Linked DNA regions of Mus musculus: region 2 is linked to region 1. The links are chromatin contacts, called in public promoter capture Hi-C maps. All regions are on one chromosome and are shown on one strand. The core of a region is the stretch at or near the end of the contact, and the rest is flanking DNA. Distances in the headings are between cores, read along the strand shown. Region 1 overlaps Gm11351 (predicted gene 11351). Region 2 holds the start of Cdkal1 (CDK5 regulatory subunit associated protein 1-like 1).

Region 1 (6,158 bases), core at 1,046-3,545:
GAGATACCTCTTTCAAGAGTTTTTGTTTCATTCATTTGAAGAATTTCTGTGCCACTCACTAATTTCTGGTGTGATATGTGGAGACTAATTGAAGAAATTGTTGTGTCAAAATTTTAATTAAAGCCAATTAATATAGAATAGTTCATTGTGGATGCATTCAAGGCAACACAATTTTCAATAATCAATGAGCGAAAATCACAAAATCTCTAAGTGAAAACTGAAAAGTACAGGACTCTGCCTCTGGGAGCAATTATAGTAGCAGAATAATTAATTGTAGCGCTTTTGTTTTGTTATGATTTATAATGTCTGAAGCTAGGTAGTAATACAAGCCTTGAGATAGGATGGGACCATTGCAGCCTTTCCTCTTTAGACAATACTACAGGAGAATTGAGGGAGAAAGCTATTTAGAATTGCTGGTGCATGCTGAGCCTAGAAATCCATCTACTTTGTATAATACTTACTTGAATATTTACCTAAGCAAGCAGCTCACATTTTCTGGAATGTACTTCTTACTTCCTGCATTAGAGCGGCCAAATCTTCCCTATGTCCTTTCACATTGCATTACCCATTAAATACTAGAAATTGGCACCTCAATAGTATGCCCCATGATTGTTCGGTAAAACTGGTCCATATTCTCTATATGATAAAGTTATACATATCATTTCAAAGATTGTCCTTCAATTCAATATATGATATTATACCAAATCCCATGCCTTTAAGTTGTCATCTATATTGGTTCCTGTCTGCTGTAGGTAAGTATAATATCATATATTGAATTGATTTCCCATTTGTGTTCTTGAATGAATGATCTAAAAGTCTGGTCTTTGCTTCACAGTGCTACCGCTGAGTTTTCTTTTCTGAGCCCTAGAAGGTCTGGAAGCATCAATGACACAGGATAAGGCAAGTGAGGTACATTTGTTACATGGAAAGGCTAGTTGTAATGTTTCTCAGAGTAGAATGATGCAGAGGCTCGAGGAAGACAGAAGGTGGCCATAGCAACACTCCTGCCCATGCCCTCCTTCTGATCAAAGTTAATGAGTTGTAATCAAGTCAGATAAGTGAGTAGCTAACTAATTTAAAAGGAATAAAAAGAAAAAAAAAGGTTTCACAGTTCTTTCCAAGTAGGAAAATACATCTACTTAAAGCACTGCAATATGTCCAAGAAACTGTCAGCACCGATTATTAGGCCAGCTTCTCAAGACTTGACCCTTTGTCTGGGAGTCCACAGATGACCTTGAGCTCCCTGGAAAGGCAGTATCTATAAATAATGCATTAATCATTTTCACATGTGGGCCAAGTAAAAAATTCATATCTGCCCGTGGCTTTGAGTTGTTCTTTAGGATGCTGCTTAGGTTTTCTCTGTGGCAACCTTTAAGAGATGATTGCAGAATTTGCTGGAAATGGGAGCATAGTGTGGGCCTGTGCATTCCAACAGGAAGCTGGAGCTGTGCTTAGGAGTAGGGAAAGGCCGTGGCTGCAACATTCAATTTAAGAGTGACACATTTGTTTCAGTATATGCATTTTGTGTTTTTACTGCTTTGGTAACAGCATGAATTATCACCAGTAAGAGTGGAGCCTTCTTTTGCAAGTAGACCTCAGATAGGACATTCTAGAGGCCTGAGAACATTTCACGGACACAGAATCTGTCTCTTTCTAGCTCACCAATACAGATTTAAATTTTACACAAACAGTCCAAAGGGGCCTACTCATGTCAGGAGACTTTCGTTTGGTTTATAGTTCTGTTTCCAGTATCTTACTTACTGTTAATGAGCAATACTTAATGCGGCTCTGAGCATGCATCTGACTGTTGAATGTCTAGGAAATCCAGATTAATGTTGTATAAAGCACAGAGTCAATCTGCTAGCAAAGCACGGGATTTGAGAAAAAAAAAACTGGCCTGGCTGGATTCCTCCTGCCTCCTACTCCCTCCAAAATCTCCAAAATACATTTTTATCATCTCATTTAAGCTTAGACCTTGGGCCTCAACAAGCCTCTTTTGGTAATTAAACTATGCCTGAAAAAGAATAACAAACAAAGAAATGAATCAGAGACCTTCCTCTACCACCAAGAAAAACCCACCATGCCTGAAGTTTTCAATATTGTTTAAAATATTTATTTCCTGATCATTTTAATTGTATATCAGCTTTTCTGAATGAGCCTTGTACAAAATAAAGGGATTTTATTTGCATCTTTTATTCTCTATTGCTATGGACAAGAAAAGATTATGCCAGAAGAGAAAGGGGGAGGGGAAGACAAAAAGGGACTCTGAAACTGGGCTATTACTGCCATCTAGTGTGCAGACTGGCTGTCCAGAGGGGATGAGAGTGTCTTTGAGACAATACAATTCGAGTTTGCAGAGGATAGAGTCAGGGATGAGAGCACTTCCTCCAAGAAATACTCTCCAAGCTAGTGTCTTTCACCATGTAATGAACTCTTTTGCCATAGAGCTTTGAGTATATGGCTGAACAATATGAAGCACCCTATTTCTTCCAGCAAAAACTGGAAGAACCCCAGCCAGGTCTAAAGGCATGTTATTTCTGAGAATTTGTGTACTAGCTGCAGATGTTGGTAAGCAGGGGTAATGATTTATGCAGATGCCTGTAACCTTTGAATTGGGTCCAGATAGCCAAGTGTCCTCTGCCTTCTGCAAGGAAGGCCTTCTTTCCAAGAGCAGGGCAGGCAGTTTTGATGACTTCTTAGTCCTTTTCAAGTCTGTGGTTCTAAGTGATGCAAATAGTATTTGCTGCTCATGAGCCTACTTTCTCTGTTGCTGATAGAAATTCCACTAGGCTGAGACTCACTGTGTGAGAGTCTAAACATTAAACCTCTTCACAGGACCAGAGGCAGGGTGGCATCTCACAGGTGTTTCATATATTCCCTCCTTCGTGTGGTGCGATTATACAAAATCCACAGGGATTCTCTCACTTCAAAGTCCCTGCCAGTTCTGGCATGGATTCATTCTGGTACCGGCTAAAGACACTGCAGCTGAAATCAAATCAAGCTCGACTTCTTTAATTCACCTCAGAGCAATGCTATATCCACTGACTGCAATTCTCACTAACCCTAATACCTCACACCTTCCCATCCAGCAGGGGTTTGTTACCTTAAAAGCAAACAACTTCAGTGCTCTGGCTATATTCATAAACGATGGCTTCAAAACTCAAAAGGCAGAGACCTGCTGAGATAATGAAAGCTAATTTAGAGACTCATAAGCACAAAAAAAAAAATCTAAGCTCAGAGGAATTTTAAGTCATTACCTGTGTCAGCATAACCTAGAACTGCTGGCTTTTTTTTTTTTCCCTGTTTTCAATGTAGCCTGTAGCTTCAGGTATCTAGAATGAAAAATTAGCTCTGTCTGTCTCACAAAGGTACCATTATAGGACAAATGTGCCACTTACTATATCCATGGTGGAAAAGAAAGTGATGACATCACAGTAAGAAGGGCAGGAGCTCCAACATTTTAGGGAACCTGTAGATGGAAAAGTATACATGACAGCCAAGGACATGGCTTAGTGGCCAAAGTGCCTACCATAAAAAGCAGGTATGGAAAGCAGAGTTGGATCCTCAAACACACTTGAAAGGCAGGCAGGCAGGATGACACTTAGATTCCCAGCAATCTGGGGGGTTGGAGGGGAGGTGGAGTCAGAGTGCTAGAGACCATCTAGGTAACCAAGCAGCACAATCTGTAAGCTCTGGGCTCAACAAGAGACCCACTCAGTGAATGCAAAGGAGAGTGAGGAAGACGTCAGATATTAACTCTGGAGCCTCCACACAGTTGAATACACCTGTACACCTCTCTTTCTCTCTCTCTCTCTCTCTCTCTCTCTCTCTCTGTGTGTGTGTGTGTGTGTGTGTGTGTGTGTGTATGTGCGTGCGTGCACACATGCATGTGTGCATATGCACACAGAATACACATGAGAAGTCAGGAAGACAAAAAATGTTCATTATTATCTGTAGATTCCTCAGAACATTGTAGCTCTCTGTGTTTGTGAGCAAAATTCAGATGAATTTTCTACTGTTATTTCCATTCTCTGAAAAGTGAAAAAGCAAGAGGGGTTAATGTGTATTTGATAGCATGGGTGAAAACCGAGGATTGGATTTAATGGCTCTGGATCTTACTAATGAGTATGTTATAGAGATTACATTGCTTCACATTTGGTAAGAAAATGGGAGAAAAAAAAACTAATTTAACTGTAAGTCTTAGGTGCACATAAGCCAGAGACCTGCCCATTGTTTAGATTCAGGGCACTGAAACTGGAAATCTGAAGGCAAATCTATTGATTCATCATTAAGCCTGGTTCAGAGGTGAGTAACATTTTCATCTTATTTTCTGTAGGATTAATGTCTGCTTTCCTCATCAAAGACCCTAGGATGGAAAACTGACCCTCACCTCCGAGAAAAATGGTGCCCTTCCTTCTAAGCCACTAAACTCTGGAGCCCTGCCTCCCCAGTCACCTGGCCTCATTTATCCTGCTGCTCTAGATTTGTCCTTCTGTATCCCGCATGAGTAATGCAGCCATTGGAGAACACACAGCCTCCTGGTAAGGCATTCACCCAACTTCTCTAGGATTAATCGCGGGCTAAACTGCTAAATAACATACTGATATATTAACTCCATTAAAATCTAATTCAGTGGCAATAACTTCTAGAAAGCCAACAAAGGGCTTATGAAGAACAAAGTGAAAAAAATCCCCCAAAAGGTAAATCACTGCACTCACTGGAAGTAAATCAGAGTGAAAGACAAGGGTATGAATCAAAAGAGAGCATTGAGTCCCCATCCTGGCCAGCAAGTCTTGTGTTCTTCACCAGGCCTACCCTTGAATCCAGGTAGAGAGAGAATGGGATGCTGGTATAAACTTAAGGAAAGATGCTGAGGCTACGGGGCCTGTAAAGATAATTAGTCAGTAAGTATTTGCCGTGCAAGAATGACTATCTGAGTTTGACGCTGGATCACATGGTAAAAAGAAAAAAGAAAAAGAAAGAAAGAAAGGTAAAAGAAAGAGAGTGGATAAGCATGGTATTGTATACATGCAATCCAAGCACAGGGAAGCCAGAGACAGGAGAGCCTTCAGGATTATTGGCCTACCCAAAGGAATGCATTTGAGACCAGTGAGGAACCACATCTAAAATTAAGTAAATAAAAAGATGGCATCTTAGAGTTGATACACAAGACTCTCTTCAGGTCTCCACACATGCACACAAGCAAAAACAAGTCTACACACTAGACACACACAGACACACACAGACAGACAGACACACACACACACACACACACACACACACACACATTAGCTAATGGAATGTAGACAAAATAATTTTGATTTCATTTTCGATGATTTTCTGCTCAAGAGAGTGATTGTAGATATTAGCGAGTCTGTTCCTTAACCTTTTCCCATGAAGGCAGTCTTCTTAATAAAAGATAAGGGGGGAAGGGGAACTGAATGCCCACCATAGCTTTCCTCAAACTTTCAAGGAGAATGAGGCATGGAATAATAAACCGGAAAAAGCAAAGAGGTGGGAATTCATTTGAAAGACGCCAACAGAAGACAATGTAGAGAGAAGAGAATACTGACTTCTGCAGATAGCTGGAGAATAGGCAAGGCATTTCCTTCTCTCCCCAGCCTCAGAGGGGGAACATCAGTTGTCTGCTGACACCTTGACCTGTCTAATCTTTAGAGCCTTGAAACAATAAATTTTTGAGACTTGAGTCACCTAGTTCATGGCCTATTGCTGTGGCAGCCCTCATAACCATAGATTCTGGATTAACACGATAGCTCGTTTTAGTGTCTGGATACCAGCAGCCATTAGCAAACTTTGATACTAGCTAGACACACTGCTGGGCATCCCTGTAAATTCCTATTTGCCAGGTTTATATTTTAAATCTCAGTTTTACAGAAAAATAAAAACAAACCTTCAACCCAAAATCATTTTCTAAGAGAACTGGGGTGGTTTCTTTTACTCTTTGTTCCTGCTCAAGGCAAAATCTGACATTTGGAAGAATATAGAATCTAGGTAAAAACAAAGAAAAGAAAATAATAGAACAAGAAGTGGTGGCGCATGCCTTGAATTCCAGCACTTGGTAGGCAGAGGCAGGCAGATTTCTGAGTTTGAGGCCAGCCTGGTCTACAGAGTGAGTTCCAGGACAGACAGGGCTACAC
Region 2 (5,758 bases), core at 1,764-4,263, 3.9 Mb before region 1:
GTCTACATAGCAAATTATAGGCCACCCAGGGCTACACAGCACTCTATCAAATGAAAGAGAAGAAAGACAGAAAGAAAACAATAATATTCTCTTTCTCTCTCTCTCTCTCTCTCTCTCTCTCTCTCTCTCTCTCTCTCTCTCTCTCTCTCTCCCTCTCTCTCTCTCTGTTTTTCATTCATTCTTTATTTAGATCTTACTATGTAGCCTTGGCTGGACTGAATAAGGAGGTAGAGACATTGCTGCGTTTCATTCCCCCGAGCATTTAGAATAGTCCTTAGTATACCGAGTACATGTAGTAAAGATTACATAACTCAATTCATGTGAATAACAGATCTGTCATTACTATCAGTGTTTACAGCAGTGGGTGTTCAACCTGCGGCCTTAGGCATGTGAGAGTCCTAACACTAAGCTGTGTTCCTCACAAAACCAAATTTATTCTGTATTGTCATGTCCTTCTAAGGACAGAGAAAACATCATGTCTCCTGCTGATACTTATAAACCATGAGAGTATTATACAATAAATGTGAGTTATTATTTTAAATCATTGGGAGAATATCTAACAATAAGAATTTTAATATGTTGAGGTTCAGGCCTTGAGAAGTGAAGGCAGGAGGATCAGAACTTCTTAGCTACTCCTTCCCTCCCTCCCTCCCTCCTTCCCTCCTTCCCTCCTTCCCTCCTTCCCTCCTTCCCTCCTTCCCTCCTTCCCTCCTTCCCTCCTTCCCTCCTTCCCTCCTTCCCTCCTTCCCTCCTTCCCTCCTTCCCTCCTTCCCTCCTTCCCTCCTTCCCTCCCTCCCTCCCTCCCTCCCTCCCTCCCTGTCTGTCTTTCTGTCTGTCTGTCTTTCTGTCTGACTGTCTTTTTTTGTGGAGCTAGCATCAGATTCTTGCTTATGACAAAAGCCGAGGATTCTGGGCCTAGGTAAGTTACCTGCTCTACGGCAAGGGAATGTGGTGTTCTCATTGCTCTAGCAAGGGTTCCAGGTTTCAGGAGTCTGAAAAGAGAAATTTACTTACACACTTAGAGCAACGCCATTTATGTGACCTGCTAGAGCAAGCGAATAGCTGGTGCCAGAAGTTCAATACTCTGACCTCTAGTGGCTACTTTATAAGATGCCCTTCAGCATTCCTCCACAGACTGGAGGTGATTTCATGTCCCTGTCTAGCAGCATTTAAGAGCTTCAGCTCCTCCCTCTTACCCTATATTTTGAGGCACTCATTCACTAGAGGCAGCCTTTCTTTTGATGTTGCTACAGCATTCCTCCTGTTTTCTCTTTGTTCACACTATCACTCTTTCTTGTTGGGTTCATCCACTCTTGGGGGGAAAAAATCTTCCTTAAAAATTACTGTTGTGCTGGGCGGTGGTGGTACACACCTTTAATCCCAGCACTTGGGAGGAAGAGGCAGGTGGATTTCTGAGTTCGAGGCCAGCCTGGTCTACAAAGTGAGTTCCAGGACAGTCAGGGCTATACAGAGAAACCCTGTCTTGAAAAAAACCAAAAAACCAAACAACAACAACAGCAACAACAAAAAATTACTGTCATATAGTTTTCAGCCAGGGGAGCCTTATTCTGTCAAGTAATTTCTTATACAGGATCAATCTTCACAGTCCCTGTATCCAACATCGATTCTTATGTGCACCCCTTGTTTTGAAATTAGAGCTGGGTTTTGGTCACAGGCTGTGGAAAGTCAATGTAAATCACAGCACATTTAATGCCCAATCCCTACAGTTCACATCTACGTTTGTCCCATTCGCCTAAGAAATAGACTTATCTGTCTTAAGACTGTCGCTATTATGTCCATGCAATCTCTGCACAAACAATTCATATGCACTTTTTAAAGAGCGAATTAAACTCACACACATTGTGTCTCATGAAAAGTTATTGATTGGTTTAAATTCAATAGTACAACCGATAATTGCTAAAGTTATAAACTAAATCTGTTTTTAATTTTTTGTAATTTCTGGATTTATTATTCCTTTGTCCATTGGTTTTATTATTGCTAACATTTTCCCATTCAGTTTTCACTATGGAGACAAAAGCAAGAAAACAAACAACAACAACAAACCTAGGGTCAGGAGATGCAGCTTAGTGGTACAGTGCTTGCTTAGCATGCAGAAGTCCCTGGGTCCCAATACACAGACTGCTAAACCACTCATCCTTCAACAAAAATCTTCATCCCTTTGAAAACATAAAGATTTTGTTCCATATTTTTCACATCATTCCTTTCTTTTTGCTTTTTAAATATAAAGTTATGCATTACTGACAAAGAAAGTATAAAGGTTTCTTCTTATGTATTCTTATGGAATTATTAAATGAAACCTGACTACCTCGGCTGAATTGTCTCTGCAGAAGCAGAAATATAAGCCTACTGCAGTGGGCCACAACCGTAATCCCAGCAGTAGGAGGTAGATGTGGGCACGAGTTTGGTGTTAATTGACTTCTGTTATTCGATAGAACAACTATTATTTTAGTTATTCTTCTCTATAGAAGAGAAGGAAATTAGTTGGGCATGGTGGAGCATGCTTTTAATCCTAGAGATCTGGAGGTAAAGGCAGGTCGATCTGTGAGTTCGAGGCCAGTTCATTCCATATAATGAGTGACTGTGCAATTAAGGTTTTATAGAGAGATGCTGTCTCAAAAGAGATAGAGATGATAGATAGATAGATAGATAGATAGATAGATAGATAGAGGAGGGAACTGATAAAATGTAATGAATGTAATGAAAATGATTTACTCCGGAGGTAATTATTCTGGTAAGTATTTAAAGTCTCCAGTCCCTTTTTGTGAATAATGAGTAGTAATAATAAATGGCAAGATGTTTATGTTAATCTCTTAACTGTGCAGGACAAGTTATAAGGTTATAACTTAGCAGAAGTTAGTTGATAAGCTAACATAATGAGGTAGGAGTGTATTTTCACCTTTGTTTGTAGAAGAATGTGGTAATAATTATAGATAAAAACAAACGCAAACTTGAAACAACGATCTGTTTTGACCTCTCCGGTCTACCGTCGCGGAGCATGCGCAAATCAGCCCGGCGGGACACAAGTGTCATGGCGCTCTCCATCTGAAGTCTGTGCAGTTTCCTGGCAGGGGCTTGTGGTTTTTTTCCTCTCAGTTCGGACAGGTGAAGTTCTGGATCTGTGTATACTGGGGCAAATGGATCAGTGCTCAGCGACCGTGGGCCGAGCTGCATTTTGGGCGGAGCTTCGTTTCCGCAGGTTTTCTCCTTTGGGCCGATCGCCCGCTTGTTCTCGCAGTTTGGAAAAGACTTGGCGGCTGGCGTGGAGAGTCGGACTCTGGAGCGCTGCCTGGAGAGAGGCCGGCGTGGCGGCAGACACTGCTGGCTGGCGACGTCAGGGACTTCCATTCTGCTCTAGCCTCATTTCCCCTCTCGCTTTACCCGTGAATGTACTTGTGCTACGCGATCAGGGCTTCAGGAGATGAGTGTTTTGCACTGAAGTTGGGCATAGGGGCAGAGGTCGCTTGTGTTTTTGCGCCCCCTTCCCCTCTTTTCTTTGCTCCCTTGCTTAGAAAACTTTCCTGTGTCATAAGGGATCACTTGTTTCTTACTTGGTGATTTTCATTGTGCTCAGGTGTTACAGTGCAGGGTAGCAGTTTAAAAAGTGGCTAGATGCATCCTTTTTTTTTTTTTTTTTTTTTTTTTAAGGAAGTTGTAAAGAGGTCATACACTGGTTTTATGAACTTATAGGGTACTCGCATTTTCTAATTAATTTTAATTTTTCAGATTCATCTTTCAAGAGGACTTGAGACCAATTTCAGAAAATCAAGGTATTGGTTTATTTTAGTTTCTAATATTTGAGTAATTAGTTCTGCATTAGAATATGAAGAAAGATGTCTTAAGTTTTTAGTAATTAGCCAGTATCATTTTGTGAAAACTAGATTTCCCTATAACTTCATCGGAGAGACATTTTTGTATCTCTTCCTTAGTTTTTCATTTTCATTAAGAAGCGAGACATGCTCTCTTTCCCATTTGTGGCACATCTGTTTTCTTGTTTGGCTGTTGCTTAGTCCCTGTTATATCCTACTTCTCTACCTGGCTGTTAAATATGACTTTCTTTCTTTTTTTAAAATATGTATTTATAATTTTATGTGCACTGGGATTTTGCCTGCATGTATGTCTTTGTGAGGTTATCAGATCCTGGAATTACAGACAGGTAAGAGCTGCCATGTGGTTGCTGGGAATTGAACCCTGGTCCTCTGGAAGAGCAATCAGTGCTCTTAACTCTGAGCCATTTCTGCAGCCCAAATATGGCATTCCTGAAGGCTTGTTTCTGTACCTCTTCTAGCTGGGTTGTCTTGTTTCTCTCTCCCTCTCTCTCTCTCTTTTTTTTAAAATTTATTTTTATTTTTTAAATTTGTTGAGATGTTGTCTTAATGTTTATCCCTTGTTAGCCTGGAACTCACTATATAGACCAAACTTGCAAGTGCTGGGATTGAGTGTGTGCACCACCATGCCAGGCCAGATTCTTGTTTCCTTTCTGTGCGATGTGATTCACTGCTGTTAAACATGGCTACTTGTCTTTGTAATTCTCATTGTCTTCGGGAGTGTGAAACGGTATATCTTTGTGGGTTTGAATGGCCTTTCCCTCATGGCTGACTTTACTGACAGCTCTCTGTGCTTATCAGATACTTATATATCTTGTTTGGAAGTATGTCTGTTGGGATCCCTTTCCCGTATTTTAATTTGGGGTTGTTTGTATTTTTGGGTTCTTTATTTACTCTGATGAGAGGCCCTTATTGTATTCTATGAGTTACTACTGTTTCCTCCCACTGCATGCTCTCTCATGGTCTTCATATTGTCTTTGAAGCATGAGAATTGTTTTGTTTTGTTTTTTTCTCTTTTTTGAGAACAGTTTTCACATAGCCCAGGTTAGCTTCAAATTTGATTTGTATCTGAGACCAGCCTTTGAGTCCTGGTCCTCCTGCCTTAAATTCCCACGTGCTGGCATTGCAAGCACAAGCCACTGCATCTGGCTGAAACACTAATTTTGATGAAGTCTAACCTGTTTTTCCTTTTGTGCTCTTGTTGTCCTTAACTAAGAAGCCAGTGTCTAATTGGGAAACTTGATACTTGTGATAGCTGTAAGACTCTTCTAGTAGTAGGTCCGTAAGCTTAGGTCTGTAGCCCCTGTGAGTTTACTTTTGAGTATGATGCGAGATGGGGCCCCAGCTGCGTTTCCTTGCGTGTGGCTATCCAGTTGTTTTCGTGTCATTTGTTGAGAAGACTGTTCTGTTTTACATTGTTTTTATACACACTACAGTCACTTGATTCAGTAACGTCTATTTGGCATGCCCTCTAAGTCAGTCTTTATGAAATAATAACTCTAGAATAGTAGATATCAAAGTTATTGGAGGGTCTGTTGAACCTGATATTTGTATCTGTGAGGAGATTTCTAGAGAGGTTTAGCTGATGAAGGAATTTGTGGCCTGGATGCAGGCTGTGCTTTAAGACTGAGTTAGAAAGTGTGTAAATGGAGGGAGCCCGCTGAGCACGAGCACTCCTCCCTGCCTCCTGACTATTGGTGCAGTGTGATGAGCCACCTAATGCCATTCAGACCTTCTTTGCCTGGTTGGACTGTAGCTTTCTAAATTATTAGCCAAAATCACCAATTCTAAGAATAGCCTTGCTGGTGGCTATGAATGATGTAAAAGAGTCCTGGCTCCAATAACTCCAATCACTTCCAGAATGAATATCTCTGCCTAAGGACTATAGGAGACTATGCATCTCAAACGGAGTG

What was found. Promoter capture Hi-C pulls out the DNA fragments that hold promoters and counts their contacts.
Region 2: a contact with region 1 is called in a promoter capture Hi-C map of frontonasal cranial neural crest. The contact joins the promoter of Cdkal1 here to the enhancer-like site in region 1. A contact is called at or near these places in 2 of 39 promoter capture datasets (cranial neural crest and frontonasal cranial neural crest), 8 of 484 Hi-C or Micro-C datasets (the HPC-7 cell line, brain, granulosa cells and 4 more) and 1 of 115 datasets of contacts at active chromatin or transcription factors (embryonic basal ganglia).

The regions. Positions count from the first base shown.
Region 1 is chr13:25,929,143-25,935,300 of GRCm38.p6, reverse strand. Gm11351 (predicted gene 11351) reads left to right here. Exons shown (of 4, transcript NR_045062.1): 2 at 4,337-4,541. Among named protein-coding and RNA genes, the nearest start is that of Gm11351, 34 kb to the left of the region's middle. Within about 2 kb of position 2,295, at least 52 of the 459 cell types and tissues checked have an H3K27ac peak or open chromatin away from gene starts, as enhancers often do. A contact at or near this core is called in brain and granulosa cells, where this site is marked.
Region 2 is chr13:29,852,928-29,858,685 of GRCm38.p6, reverse strand. It overlaps Cdkal1 (CDK5 regulatory subunit associated protein 1-like 1), which reads left to right and starts at 3,013. Exons shown (of 16, transcript NM_144536.3): 1 at 3,013-3,123; 2 at 3,745-3,788.